2 separate regions of the Sus scrofa genome follow, and region 2 is linked to region 1. Evidence: chromatin contacts called from public HiChIP or PLAC-seq data. All regions are on one chromosome and are shown on one strand. Each heading gives the region's core, a stretch centred on a gene start, on an enhancer-like site or on the middle of the called end of the contact. The rest is flanking DNA. Distances are from core to core; before and after follow the strand shown.

Region 1 (6,572 bases), core at 89-2,588:
ACTGAAAGTTAAAGTGAATGTGTGTGTGTATATGTACATGTTAAGCAAATAACTAGTTTCTTACCAAACTGCTACTATTCAGCTTTGATTTCAGGCCCATGATTCAACTTTAAGCCAGTAAAGACAATACTATTAATACTGTATTATAATTTTAAAACATTTTACAATATTTTAATTCTTAGAATTAAAACAAAATTTTAAAATCCAAATTATTCCAGTGTTTTATTACTCTCTCATTTTGCCTATTAATTAAGCCAGAGTAAAGCAGTTCAGTGGGAGTAGTGAATAAAAGAAGGAAGAGTAAACTTAACTGCATTAAGGACACTAATTTATTAAAATGTGAAGATATTCTTTTAATTCTAGTTATTGAAGAACATATTAAAGTCCAAAAAGAAAAAAAAAAAAAGACCAGCATAAATTCTGACAGTGGATAAACAACCCACGTGGTCATTACACTTTAAAGGAGAAGCTGTAACTTCTTGGGGTTTAAAGCGCACCCCCAAAATAGAATCAATTAAATAAATTACTGAAGTAGGACGGATAAAGGTGCTTTTGCGGGCCTTTATGGTTACTGTAAACCTTTATTCTAGTATCAGGGAGCACAGCCAGGCAAAGGCAACGAGAAGGGGAGGAGAACCCAGGGCTTTGTCCAGGACTCGGCTTCGCGAGGCGGGGAGCCCCCGGCCCCAGGACCGTTAGGCGCCCCCTTGGCTTCGCGTAACGCTGGGGGGCCGGGGGCCGCAAGCGAAGTCCAGTCTGCGGAGGAAGGCATTTCAGCATTTTCCAGAACCGTTCCCTTCCCACGGCCACTAAAAGGGGATTATTTTCCCCTCCCAAGGTCGTCTTCATCCCACTCCCCAAGTTCCCCGGAACAGGTATTCAAGGAAACGCGGCGCGGGCGCAGCAGGTAACGCAGCCTTCAAGGGGGAACAAAGCGCCGGCCCCGCATCCGCGAGCGGCGCTGACAGGAGGACGCCCGCCCCACGCCGTTCCCCGCGGACGCGGCCCAGGCCGCGCGGGCCCTTCCTTTCCTCCCGGCCCCCGCGGTCCGCGCGGCCTCCGAACCCCGAGCCCTGCGCCCGCCCGCCCGCTCACCGTGCGCCGCGGCGCCGCGAGGCCGCCTGGCCCTAGTCCCCGGCGTGTCGCCGCGGGCTGTGGAGGCAGGCAGGCCGCGCCTCCACGCCGTCCTCCGCGCAGCGCCCGCGAGCCTCGGCGCTGAGAGACGCAGACACCGGCCCGCCGCCGCCCCGCCTGTGCCCGGGCCCGCTTCCCTCTACCTCCTCCCTCCCTCTGCCGCCAGCTCCCGCCAGGAGGCGTCTCTCACTCCCCCCGGCGCTCCGGACTGCGCGGCCTGGCCCGCCCCTGCCTGGTCCGCCCCTGCCTGGTCCGCCACGCCCCGGCCCTACAGGCTCCGCCCCCACCAGCTCCTCCACGGCCCCGCCCCGCCGGTCCCGCCACGCTCCTCCCCGCCCGCGCGCCCTAAGGCCCCGTGGCCCCACCCCCGACTTTGGCCACGCTCTCACCCGCCCCGACAAGATGCCTCGCCACGCCCTCGACCCCCAGCCCCGTCCGCGGTTACTCCCACGACAGCCACACCCCGCCCCAGACACAGCTCCCCGGCGCCCAAGAGCGCTTTCCCGCCTCCTTCCACGCCCGCATCTCTTGCGCCTTTCAGCCGGCCTCGGCTCCTGCAGACCCTTCGGTCTAGCCCTCTTCGGATTCACTTTATCCTGGTCATAAGAGCTGGGTCCTCACAGGAACCCTGAGAAGGAGCTGGTCTTGGCTGGGTTATAGGGATGCCAGACTGAGGCACCCAGTCGGTACCCAGTACAGCTGACACCTGAACCCCTTCACGGAGGCAGGATTTATTAAAAGCTCAGACTTCTGGGAGCTGCCTCAGACCTCCGGAATAAGGATCTCCTAGAGTAGAGCTTTCGTCCAGCAGTTCACGTAGTGGGCGCCTGGCCCTGTGCTCAGCCCTGGAAGAGAGCAGGGGCGCGGGGGTGCTGACCCAGAAGGACACCGACCAGGGGACACCTGGGCAGGTGGCAGGAGAGGGCTGCTGGAGCATGTGTGACCGTGACTGACAGTTCGCATGTAGATAAAGGTGGTCGAGAATGGCCCTCTGTTCTTCCCCACAACCCTGGAAATTTGCTTTTTAAAGTTTCCAGAGAGATTCAGTTGGAGCCCACCGGGCTAAAATATCCAGAAGTACTTCCCTCTGGGAAATGCTGACTTAGAACTAAAGTCTTAAGCTGGTAGGATCTTAAGTGCCTACATCGCCCTTGCTTCATTGGAGGAAAACAGAAAGAATGGCAAGAGTTGACTGGCTGAGGGGGTGGATTGAATTATTGATGTTAGTCCGTTTTTGTACAGGAAGTAAATATACATTTTAAAAATCATCCCTGAAAATTATCTGAAAGAAATAATTGAATGAACACAAATTTATCTTTAAGGGTTTTATTCTTGGTATTGCTTACTGATTAAATGAATTATGATACCCCATGCAATGGGCTAAACCAGCTATTAAAAAATAATATGGTGGATCAGATGTTCTCAAATTTTTTAGTCTCAAGACCCCTTCACACTCGCTTATTAATCAGGGCTCCAAAGAGGTTTTGTTTACGTATGCCACATCTCAGAGTTTTGAAATTAAAACTGAGAAATTTAAGAAATATTTATTCATTATTTCATTTAAAAATAATAGACTCTGCTATATGGTAATATGAATACATAGTTTATGAAAAATAAGTATGTATATCCCAAAACAAAAAAAGTGACAAAAGTGATATTGTTTTACGTCAGTTTATTTAATGTCAAATAATAGAAGGCAACTGGATTTTCATTCAGACTGTTGCAATATTGTGTATTATGTACCCTCTAAAAAACTATACTGTGAGAGGAGAATGGAAAGGCAAATAATTTATTAGAATCAAAATGAGTAGTTTTGAGCACATGGAAAGATATTCCTAATATATCAACATCTTAAAGTAGTATATGTATTTTTCAAATGATTAATATTAAAAACTGTAGGCGTTCCCGTTGTGGCTCAGCAGTAACAAACCCAGCTAGTATCCATGAGGACACAGGTTCAATCCCTGGCCTTGCTCAATGGGTTAAAGATCCAGCATTGCCATGAGCTGTGGTATAGGTCGCAGACGTGGCTCTGATCTGGCACTGCTGTGGCTATAGCGTGGGCCAGCAGCTGTTCTGATCAAAACCCTAGCCTGGAAATTTCCATATGCTGAGCATGTGGCCCTAAAAAGACGAAAAGAAAGAAAGAAAATTAAAAACTGTGAATACTGTTATTTTAAAACGCCTGGAGAGAGAACCATGGGGTATAAAGTGTGGTTATCTCTTGTTGAGATTATGAGTGATTTTTTGTCATTGATGATTTTCTTTGCACGTGTCTGCATTTTCTTTTTTCTTTTTCTTTTTTCTTTTTACTGCCACACATGCAGCACACAGAAGTTCCTGGATAGGGGTTGAATCAGGACTGCAGCTGCCAGCCTATGTCACAGCCAGAGCACCAGAGCTGAGCTGAATCTTGTGGCAATGCCGGACGCTTAATGCACTGAGGCCAGTGACTGAACCCTCGTGCTTACCAACGTTATGTCAGGTTCTTAACCTTCTAAGCAACAGTGGGATCTCCCACCTGTTCTTATATATTTGCCTGTGATACTTTGGTAATAAGAAGAAAACACTTTTTTTATTTAAAGATCCTCTCTTTAGGGAGTTCCTGCCTTAGTGCAATAGCTTAAGAATCCAGCTCAGCAGAAAGGAATCTGACTAGGATCCTTGAGGATTCAGGTTCGATCCCTTGGCCTTGCTCAGTGGGTTAAGGCTCTGGCGTTGCCCTGAGCTGTGGTGTAGGTTGCAGATGAAGCTCAGATCTGGTGTTGCTATGGCTGTGGCGTAGGCCGGCAGCTACAGCTCCGATTGGATCCCTAGCCTGGGAACCTCCATATGCCATGGGTGCAGCCCTAAAAAACAAAACAAAACAAAAAAGAATCCAACCGCAGAAGCTTGGGTGGCTATGGAGATGTGGATTTGATACCTAGCCTGGCACAGTGGGTTAAAGGATCCGGTGTTTCCACAGAAGTGGTGCAGGTTGTAGCTACGGCTCAGATTAATCCCTGGCCCAGAAACCTCCATATGCCATGAGTGTGGCCATAAAACTTAAAAATAAAAAAGGTTAACAATAAAAAGATCCTCTTTAAAAAAATTATTGCAGTATAGTTGATTTATAATATTGTGTTAATTTTTGCTGCACAGAAAAGTGTACATACATATTATCATATATGTATTCTTTTTCATATCTTTGCCATTATGGTTTATCACAGAATATTTAATAGAGGTCCCTGTGCTATACATTAGGACCTTGTTGTTTCTCCATCCTATATAGAATAGTTTGCCCCTGCAAATCCCAAACTCTCAGCCTATCCCTCCTCCATCCCCCCCACCCTTGGCAACCACTAGTCTGTTCTCTATATAAAGATCCTCTTTGATATGCCCTAGAAGGTCAAATGCTGGCTGAGCCTCCCGGTGGACATTAAATGGTTTTGGATCTGTTTGGTAGTTTCAGAGCTGCGGGGGTGGTTTTAATGGATATTTTATTTTACCAGAAGCCTTTATGATCAGTGCAATAAAGCCTCTTTGTAAGAGCTGATGAAAGGTCAAATGTGACAGATTCACATAACCTACACAGGGATAGAGATGCATCAGTGGCTGACTCCCAGCCAACCACAGTGAAGAGGAAGTGACTTGTTTTCTGTTGCTGCTAACAAATTAGCATAGATTTACTGCTGTAAAACAACACAAATTTATTATCTTAGTGTTCTGGAGAATTGACTCCTGAGTCCTAAAATGAGGCTCGATCAGAAGAGCTGTGCTCTGCAGTTCCCTTGTGGCTCAGAGCGTTAAGGATCTAGTGTTGTCACTGCTGTTGTGAGGGTCCCATCCCTGGCCTAGGAACTTCCATATGCTGCAAGTGTGGCCAGAAGAAACAAACCAACCAACCCACAACAGAATAATCTCCCATCTCAAAATCTGCAATTTAATCACATCTCCAAAGTGTCTTTTCCCACGTAAAGCAGCATCCACAGGTTTTCCGGATTAGGATGTGGACATCTCTTTGGGCTGGGGGTAAGGTGAGTGTGTGAAGAGAGTTAGGGGAGGGGGCGTTATCCTGCTGTTGGATAACAAGGACTATTGCAGTGTGAACGTCTGGTCTAGAAGTTACTCTTGTAGGTGGTGGTTCTACACTCTCACCTCTGGGTCTCCCTCGCTGGTGCCAGTGAGTCCCAGAAGACAGGGGCGCAGGGGAGCCCTCCAGGCTGGTCTGGGCTTCTTGTCGCTGTTCCCTACAGGAGGCAAGATAGGGAGCCTGCCTGGAGGAGGCATCTAGCCTGGGACAGGAAAACTACTCTATGTCTCAGGGAACCAGCTACTGGGCAGGCTGGGGATTCTGGTTTGGAATCCACCGTCCTGTTGTTCACTCTTTCCACCCGAGTGACTCAGCTGAATGAGCTGATTTTTTACACACTTGAACTGAAGTGAGCCACAGTTTACCAGCCTCAGCCTGCTGCGAGGGAGGGACCATCAGGGAAGGAAGGCCCTGGGAGGAGAAACTGCCTTTCTCCCCACCTCCATCCTCCGGCCCCTCCTGCTTTGTTGTGGGAGTTACCCCAAAGCTCTCAGAAGACTTAGGAAAGAAATACGGTTACTTCCCAAGGCCTCTCAACTCTTCATGGTATAAACAAAAAGAATTGTGGAAAATCTAGTGGCTATTTTTGTTTTGTTTTGTTCTATCTCAAGTTCTGAAGATCCTTGTAATTCCCTTTGCTATGAACGGTTTAAATCCATCAGACAAAAATAACACATAGGCAGGCTTTCTTGAGCCTCAAAGCTGGGGCTGCCAAGGCCCCTCGGACCCCACCTGCGGGGAGAAAATGCTGTTTCAGCAGAAGATGTTTGCAAAGGGCTCTCAGCGGCTATTGAGGGATTTACAGATTGTTCTCAAAAGCTCCTAAAGCTTCGCAAAATCCAATATTTACTCATGGCTCACTGCTGCCTACCAAACTAAGTCCAAACTTCATAGTTTATTTATTTAAAGTATTTATTCATTTGTTTGCATTTAAGCTTTTTCTTTTCTGATGACAGAATTTTAAAATTACAGAACCTCATGAGTGCCTCTGGCCCTTTTAGCCCCTAGTGATTGCCCCTAGTTTTGTGGAGAGTCTGTCTTTTTGAAGTCCCACGTATTAACATATGCTTGCAAAAAATGAAATTATGCTAAGAATATGTTACTGCAAATTGCTTTTACCCATTTGGCAAACCTAGAACATGCCAGTATACACAGATCCTTTCCATCAAGCCAAGCTGGTCTGTTGTCATGCTTTGTACTTTTCCACTCCTGTCTTCTGCACTTCTTTCTTTTTTCATGGGTCAGGATTCTTTTTTTTTTTTTTAATGACTACATAATCCCTATGCACTCTTTAAACCCTATTCAAATATCAGGCATCACCTTGCATGATTCAAGACAAGGCTGCTACATAGTAAGTGCCTGATTA
Region 2 (7,177 bases), core at 2,485-4,984, 140 kb after region 1:
GCTTGCCTATCTTCCACAATTCTCATAAGGTATTTTCCTTTTCTTTTTCACCAACACAGCAGAAGGTAGAATCCTGACCCCATGAATTTTTCACAAAGTCTGGGAAAAACAAACAAACAAAACTGCCTTAAATCTTTTCAAAATCAGCTAAACACTCTCCATGAGAGGCAGAGCAGAGAAATGGTTAAGAGTGGGGAGAGCAGAGTCTGTCACTTTTTTAGGTCTACGAATATCTACACACCACATAAACAGTTCAAAGCCTCATTTTCCTCAGCCATAGTATCTTCTTTATGAGGTTGTCTGGAAAATTATCTGAAATATTTCATTTAAAACTTGTGAACACAGAAACATGCATATTCTAAGTGCTCATAATCTTGAGCTTCAAGGTTACAAATAACCCATGAAACACTACAAAATACTTCAATACTGATGTTCTGGTTTCCAGTATTACGAATTTAAAGCAAAAGTAAAGGTCTTTAAACCCAATGGCAAAAGACAACAAACAAAAACTCTGTCTTAACATTTCTACACATATATTTTAGATCTACAAGATAACCTTAACATGAACTATTCAAAAGCTAAGGGAAGGAAATAATCTCCAGTTATTGCCATATCTGGTAAGTAGCAACAGACAAATTAACATCGCTACTAAGATACTTTCACTATTACTTTTTAAAAGCCACTGTCTGTTAAAGAAACATTATGCATGCATGAATGTATATGAGAATGTTTTCAAATGTTACATGAATAAACTTCATATTCTCCAGAGGAAGTTAGGCTCTAACAACTGCAATATTTAAAATGTTCATAAGAGGCTTTACTAAGATTAGAACTAAGTAGGAATCAGAAAATGTATCTACAGGGAATTATAATCTATAAAACAGCAGGTGCTTAAAACAATGAAGCTAAGGCTAAGCAAAAACCTAGGGATCTAGACACCTTAGATAATGTAGTAAGGACGGTATTTATTTCAAAAACAATATCACCATTTTTTGTATGTATAAAAATTTACAGTATGTAATGTGTTTTCCATATATAATCACATGTTCCATCAAACAATCCTGTAAATTATGTAGGAAAATTATTTTTTTGCAGATTACAAAGGCACAGTTCTTAAAGTTAATATGATTTGTCAAAAACCAGTTAAAAAGTGACAAATCAAGAATTTAAATTCCTGTCTCCTCACTTATTTTCCCTGTTCTTTCTACTACTCTATAAAACTACTTTTTTAAAGAAATGGACAGATTAGCATCTTCACAAAATCTCTAGGCCAAACCACAGATTGTTTCAATTAACTGGGCTGACTTCAATAAGTCATTTCCCCTCAGCAGGCCTTTATTTTTTCATCTGCAAAACGAGGGAAACAGGTTAGAAAATGTGAGGTCCCTTCGGATCTAAGGATAAATTTAAGTTTTAAAGGCCACAACCATAGGGAGAAAACGGTTTCCCTCCAATTACACAACCCCTTTGGTAGTTAAAGGCATGAGCGAATTCTTGCGGATTAACCTCGATGTAAATAAAAAGCGTCCTTACGGAGTATAAGCATTTTACAAATATGTGTTGATGTCAGCTTTAGCAACAAGTTCCAGGTTAGAAAATAGTGTCAATAGCTCTTAAACAATCTACTGAAATTACTGGATAAATTCTTCAGGCCTGATACATGCTGCTTCAGTAGCATCAAGTTTATTCACATAAAGCTGTCTATACCTCTTATGGACTATGATGGAAATGATTAATCTCACTAAACATTCTCTTTTTAGATTAAAACAATGTTGGTAAAATAAAAGAATAGTTTAAAGAAAATTTAACTGCTAGTCAACTAATACCAAAAAACTGAACATTTTTACTATTATTTTTATTCTTTAAAATAAAAACCTTTTTTCCAATGAAGTTTCCTAAATATCCTTACTATTTCTCTAGCCTACCTCAGAAGAATATCAGTTACATTTTTCAACTTCTATAAAAAATTTAACATATAAGCATCTTGATAAAAATATCTTCCTTTTAAATTCCACCAGCTGGGCACTCAATTTCAAACAAAATTCAAGTTTCCCCCCTTCCTGATATTAAAGAACTAAAACCAAAGACTGCACAACATTATTTTCACCTACAAAATTTTTTCTCATCTAAGTATTTTTTCCTCTTTACTCCTCCTCAGTCTTCATGGAATACACACCCAGAGATTTCCACTCTCCCAGCTCTGCTTTTTCATAAAACCATCCTAACAACAACTATGGAAACCATAAAGATTAAGAACATTACAGGCATCCTGCTTTTCTACTCTTTTCCTTCCACGAATATTCCTTAACATTTTTTACTTCACTTTAACACTCTTCCTATCTCTAAAACAGAACACACACCCTGAATAGTTAAGCTTGACCTTACTTAGTCAACCGTCTGCGGACCTTTAGAAATTGAGTCAGTGCTTGTGTCAACTATAAATGATCTTTAAGTAGTAAAACCGTCCCCTCTTGCCTACGGAACATTTTTACATGTATTTGCGTTTAGCCCAAATTAAAGACTTTTCCCAACAAGACTAGTTAATACAACGACTTGATCTTACACAGTCGACACTATCTCATTTTGTTTTTTAAGCCACTTGGCATCAATGTAGCGTATGTTCTGCCAGTTCTGAGCTAATCTCCAGGAAACCCTTTGTATAACGACTGAAGAAACTGAAACAGATCAGAGCTCAAGATTTTTAAGGGCCTAAAGAAGCATATGTTTTTAATCAGCAGTCAATTTATGTTAAAGTAGTTATTTTACCAGTTCGCCTTCTTTTATAATTTACATAAACCGTCTTAAAATAACACTGGTCCACTTCTACTTGAAGATTAGAGGCGGTTCCAAGGCGTTCCAGATGCCTGGACCCCAACCCATTTCCCCGCGTTGGCAAGGTAGGCGCGGGAGTCTAGTGGAAACCGATCTTGATGGGTACGCTGCTAGAAAGGTTTCCTACGGTTTCGACCGGTGCGAGTGTCAACTTCCCGTGCTAAACTGTCCCTCCCTGTTATTATTAAAACAGCTGTCAGCCAGGCTTCGGCGGCCTCTTTGTACCAGCGTTTACTCAACGCTTGGGGATCCTGGAGCAGGCGTCGCACCGAGTTAGCCCAGCCGAGCTCCAGAAGCCCCGGCCCCGCGCGCCCGCCAAGCCGCGCCCGGACACGACCCCGCCGCGCACCCGGCGGCAGGGCCCCGGCCGGCGCGCCCCCCGCCCCGCCCAGCCCCGCCCCCTCCCGCCGCGCACCCTCGCACGCACACGCTCCGCGGCCCCGCCATGTTCCGGGAGCGGCGCGGCGTCCGTCCGCCCGGGCCCCCGCCCCCCCGCCCGAGCAGCTCCCGCCTGCAGCGACTACGGCCCCCGTCCCGCTAGCGTGGGCGGGGCGGCGGGCACGTACCTACCTCGCTCTGCCGAGGGGACGGGAGCGGGCGCGACTGGGGGGCTCCTCCCGGGCGCCGGGGCCGGGGCTCGAAACCGCGCCCCTCCTTCCTCCTCGCCTGTCGCCACGCCCCCCTCGCCCTCACGGACCCAAGGCACGGCCGGCGCAGGAGGGTTTACCCCCTGTACGAGGGCCTCGGCGCGGCCGTCTCTGTCGTGGTCTTCGCTGTCGCCGTAACCGCCACGAACGCCGCCGAGGCCGGGCTCGAAAACATCTCCGGTCTCCGCCGTCCCTCACCACAGCCTGCTCGCTCCCCGCACAGCGCCGCCCGGCGATTGGCCGCGGCACGGGCACGTGACACGGCGGGCACGGGATGGGCGGCGTGACCGCCCCGCCCCCGCCCACCGCCCCTTCCGCTCGCCACCCCCCTCCCCGGGCCCGCCGCTGTGGCGGCGCCGCGAGAAGCTTCCCGAGCCGGGGGCGGGGAGCGGGGCGTACCAAATGGACGCGGGGGTGCGGGCCGGAACCCCGCGCGCCGCTGTCTTCTGCCCCAGAAGGGAGGGACCCCTGCGGGGAGCGGCGCGGGCGGAGGTCGCGCCCAGCGGCGATCATGGCCGTGGCTGTGACTGGCCACTTCTGGAAATGGCGGCGGAGGCAGCGGCGAGGAAGAAGAGGCTCTGTCCACAGAGGGTATTCACACGTTATTTTTGCGGGGCGGGAAGCCGAGTTAGCGAGCAGCGGGCCGGCTGGAGGCGGAGGCGGGTGTCCGGCCAGGCGGGCGTAGTGCGCCTGCGCGCCAGCCGGCCGCACCTGTGGGAGCAGGGACCCCTCGGGCCCCAGCCGCACCCCTCACCTGCTCCAAGCGGGGCCCTGGGCGCGCGTCCTGCAAGCGCGGCAGCGTGCATCTCCTGTGGGGATGGCATAGGCTTTGCAGTACGCCCCTCCCCATCGACACTTTCGGATGACCTTATCAGACGAGTTTAAGTGCATTTATCCTTTCCGAGAGGCCACCCACGGGAACTGCCCGGCTGTAGAAGAGCGCGTGGGGAGAACTCGCCGCCTCGGCACCCTGACTTCCTCGGGAGGTCAACCCGCGACAATTTGTACATGCCCTTATTTAACCACCAAAGGGATTACATAATCGGAGGGAAACCATTTCAGTCTGAGTTTCTTCAGGACGTTTTTTATTTACATCGAGGTTAATCCGCGAGAATTTGCGCATGCCTTTAACGACCAAAAGGGTTGTGTAATTGGAGGGAAACCATCTTCTCCCTATGGTTGTGGCCTTTAAAACTACAGCTGCCTTTGTGACTTAATGAGTGCATTTACAAATTTATGTCATTAAGTCAGCATATGATGTATTTCATACTTGACAGGAGGAAGCTGAATCCAAACATATAACTATATAAAGCACAAACTTGCATTAAAGATCATTATTTTTTCCTTTCCTAGGTTCCTCATTTCTCCCACATTCAGGTTCAGTATGACTAGTAAGAGAGCACCTTGTGGCTAGAAGTGGAACACTGTTACATTTAATTTGGATATTTATGGCTTGAAATACAAAGGAAAGAAACATACAAGTAACCAACTCTTTTCTGACTTCTCTTCAAATCGTTGATTCCTTGTCATAGGAAGTAGGTGGCTGTAACATTCGCTATTTCTACAGAGGTAAACGAGTTTCAGTTCAAAACTGAAAGGTAGCTAATCTTGAATTTGCTGAAATTAACCATAATTTAAGGCAAGTATACACACAACCTTATTACATAAAAAATCACTGAACACATGAAAAACTCAAAAGACAATCGTAATCCAAGGCACTGTGTTGACTACTTGAAGAGAGCACTATCTGTATATTAAAAAAAATTCATGTAAAATTAAGTTGGAAACAATTTTTTCTGTTTACAGTCACGCTTTTGGCATATGGAAGTTCCTCTGTTAAGGGTCGAATTGTAGCTTCAGCTGGAACCCACGCCACAGCCACTGCAACAAGGATGTAAGCAGCATTGTAGCTTACCTCAATGACCTATCTTAACCCACTGAGGCAAGGGATTGAAACTGCATCCTTACAGAGATAAGGTCGGGTCCTTAATGAGCTGAGCCCACAATGGGAACTCCAAAAAATTTTATTTATTTGTCTTTTTAGAGCCACATTCGCTGCATATGGAGCTTCCCAAGCTAGGGGTTGAATCAGAGCTGTAGCCACTGGCTGACGCCACAGCCCCAGCAATGCCAGATCCTAGCCAAGTCTTTGACCTACACCACAGCTCATGACAATGCCAGATCCTTAACCCACTGAGCAAGGGCAAGGATTGAATCTGAAGCCTCATGGATACTAGTCAGATTCATTTTATGCTAAGCCAAGCTGGGAACTCCCAAAAATTAAAAAAAAAAAATAAAGCTATTAAGATTATATGCGACAGTTATGAACCAACATTTGTTATTGGAAAGGTCCAAATGCGATTTATGAAGGGAAGAGGAGCCAATTTTCCTTTTCAGTATAAAACTAGAAGTATGAATAAATTATTATAGATACTGTGGTTAGAGGCCTCAAAAGAAGCTGGGACTAGTTGATTAGTAAATTGCTAAGGCTTTTAATTGTATAGTTCTGTCTTTGGCTCAAGTCCTGGAATCTATCTTCAGCAAGTGGGCAAAATAACTGGGTTTTTTCTCCCCCCATTTATTTAGTTCTTACTATTTCATTTATTTATTTACTTTTAGCTTCACCTGCAGCATGTGGTTCCCAGGCCAGGGAGTAAACCTGCACCACTGCAGCAAGCCACTGCAGTGACAATGCTGGATCCTTAACCCACTGTGCCAAGCATTAAACATCACTCTTAGCCAAAGTTAAGTATTATCACATTTATTTAGGGTTACTACTAGCAGACACTTAAAATGTGTATACTTGAGATATAACTAGAAGGCATCTGGAGAATTTACTTTCAACTTAGTTCTCTCACCTTTAGAATCAACTACTATTATGTTTGGCTACTACATCCAGTTATATCATTCAAAAAATTTGCCCTATTTCATGAATAAATGAAAAACACAATCTCTGATCATGGCTTACCATCTGATCATCTATAGATGTAATGCTTTTGCAGTGAATACTCTTATGACTGTTATGTGTTGTAGGATTTATAGGGCAGTAGCTCCATCCAGTTACAGCAAGTAATTCTGAGGAAATTTTAATCAGTCTGTTTATCTACACTTGGAATCTTCTTGGATTATAGTAAAGAACTTTTACCTGCCAGGTGTTTTTAAAAGCTAATCTTATAATTATTAAATTCTAATTATTAAAATAAGTGCTCTTGTATTAAAATTGAAAGGATTTCCAAAAGTTAATAGCCAGTGCTTATCTTGAAAACACAACTTATTTTATCACCCAGTATCTGAAACCTCCCACTCCTAACTTTTCATGTAGTTAAAAAAAAATTTGTCAGAGTGTAAGACACTTTTTACAATGGTAATTTTAATTTAATGAAGTACCTATGTGTTTTCATAATTTTAAATTAAAAGCTTAATAGCTAACAGATTATTTTTTAAAGAAATAAAAATAATAGTAAAAAGTAGTTGCCTGTGAGAAGACCTGAAGTCTCTAGGGCAGCAGGGAGGCATTTTCATTGTGTTACCTTGTACCACTTGAAAAATTACTGTTTACCTTCTTAGGTAAAAATAAAAAATTAATTTTTAAACACAGTCTTAAAAATAAATAATCATCACACTTAGTCTGTCATAAGACCAAGGCCAAATAGTGACTTTGAGAAATCCTGAAACAAATGGATTAGATTTATCCTTGA

What was found. HiChIP or PLAC-seq counts read pairs in DNA pulled down with a chosen protein or histone mark.
Region 2: a contact with region 1 is called in an H3K27ac HiChIP or PLAC-seq map of skeletal muscle. The contact joins the promoter of ANKRD12 here to the promoter of TWSG1 in region 1. A contact is called at or near these places in 3 of 47 Hi-C or Micro-C datasets (embryonic fibroblasts, heart right ventricle and skeletal muscle) and 1 of 2 datasets of contacts at active chromatin or transcription factors (skeletal muscle).

What each region holds. Positions count from the first base shown.
Region 1 is chr6:98,676,984-98,683,555 of Sscrofa11.1, forward strand. TWSG1 (twisted gastrulation protein homolog 1) reads right to left here and starts at 1,339. Exons shown (of 5, transcript XM_003127831.4): 1 at 1,096-1,339.
Region 2 is chr6:98,810,993-98,818,169 of Sscrofa11.1, forward strand. ANKRD12 (ankyrin repeat domain-containing protein 12) reads right to left here and starts at 3,735. Exons shown (of 12, transcript XM_021096065.1): 1 at 3,403-3,735.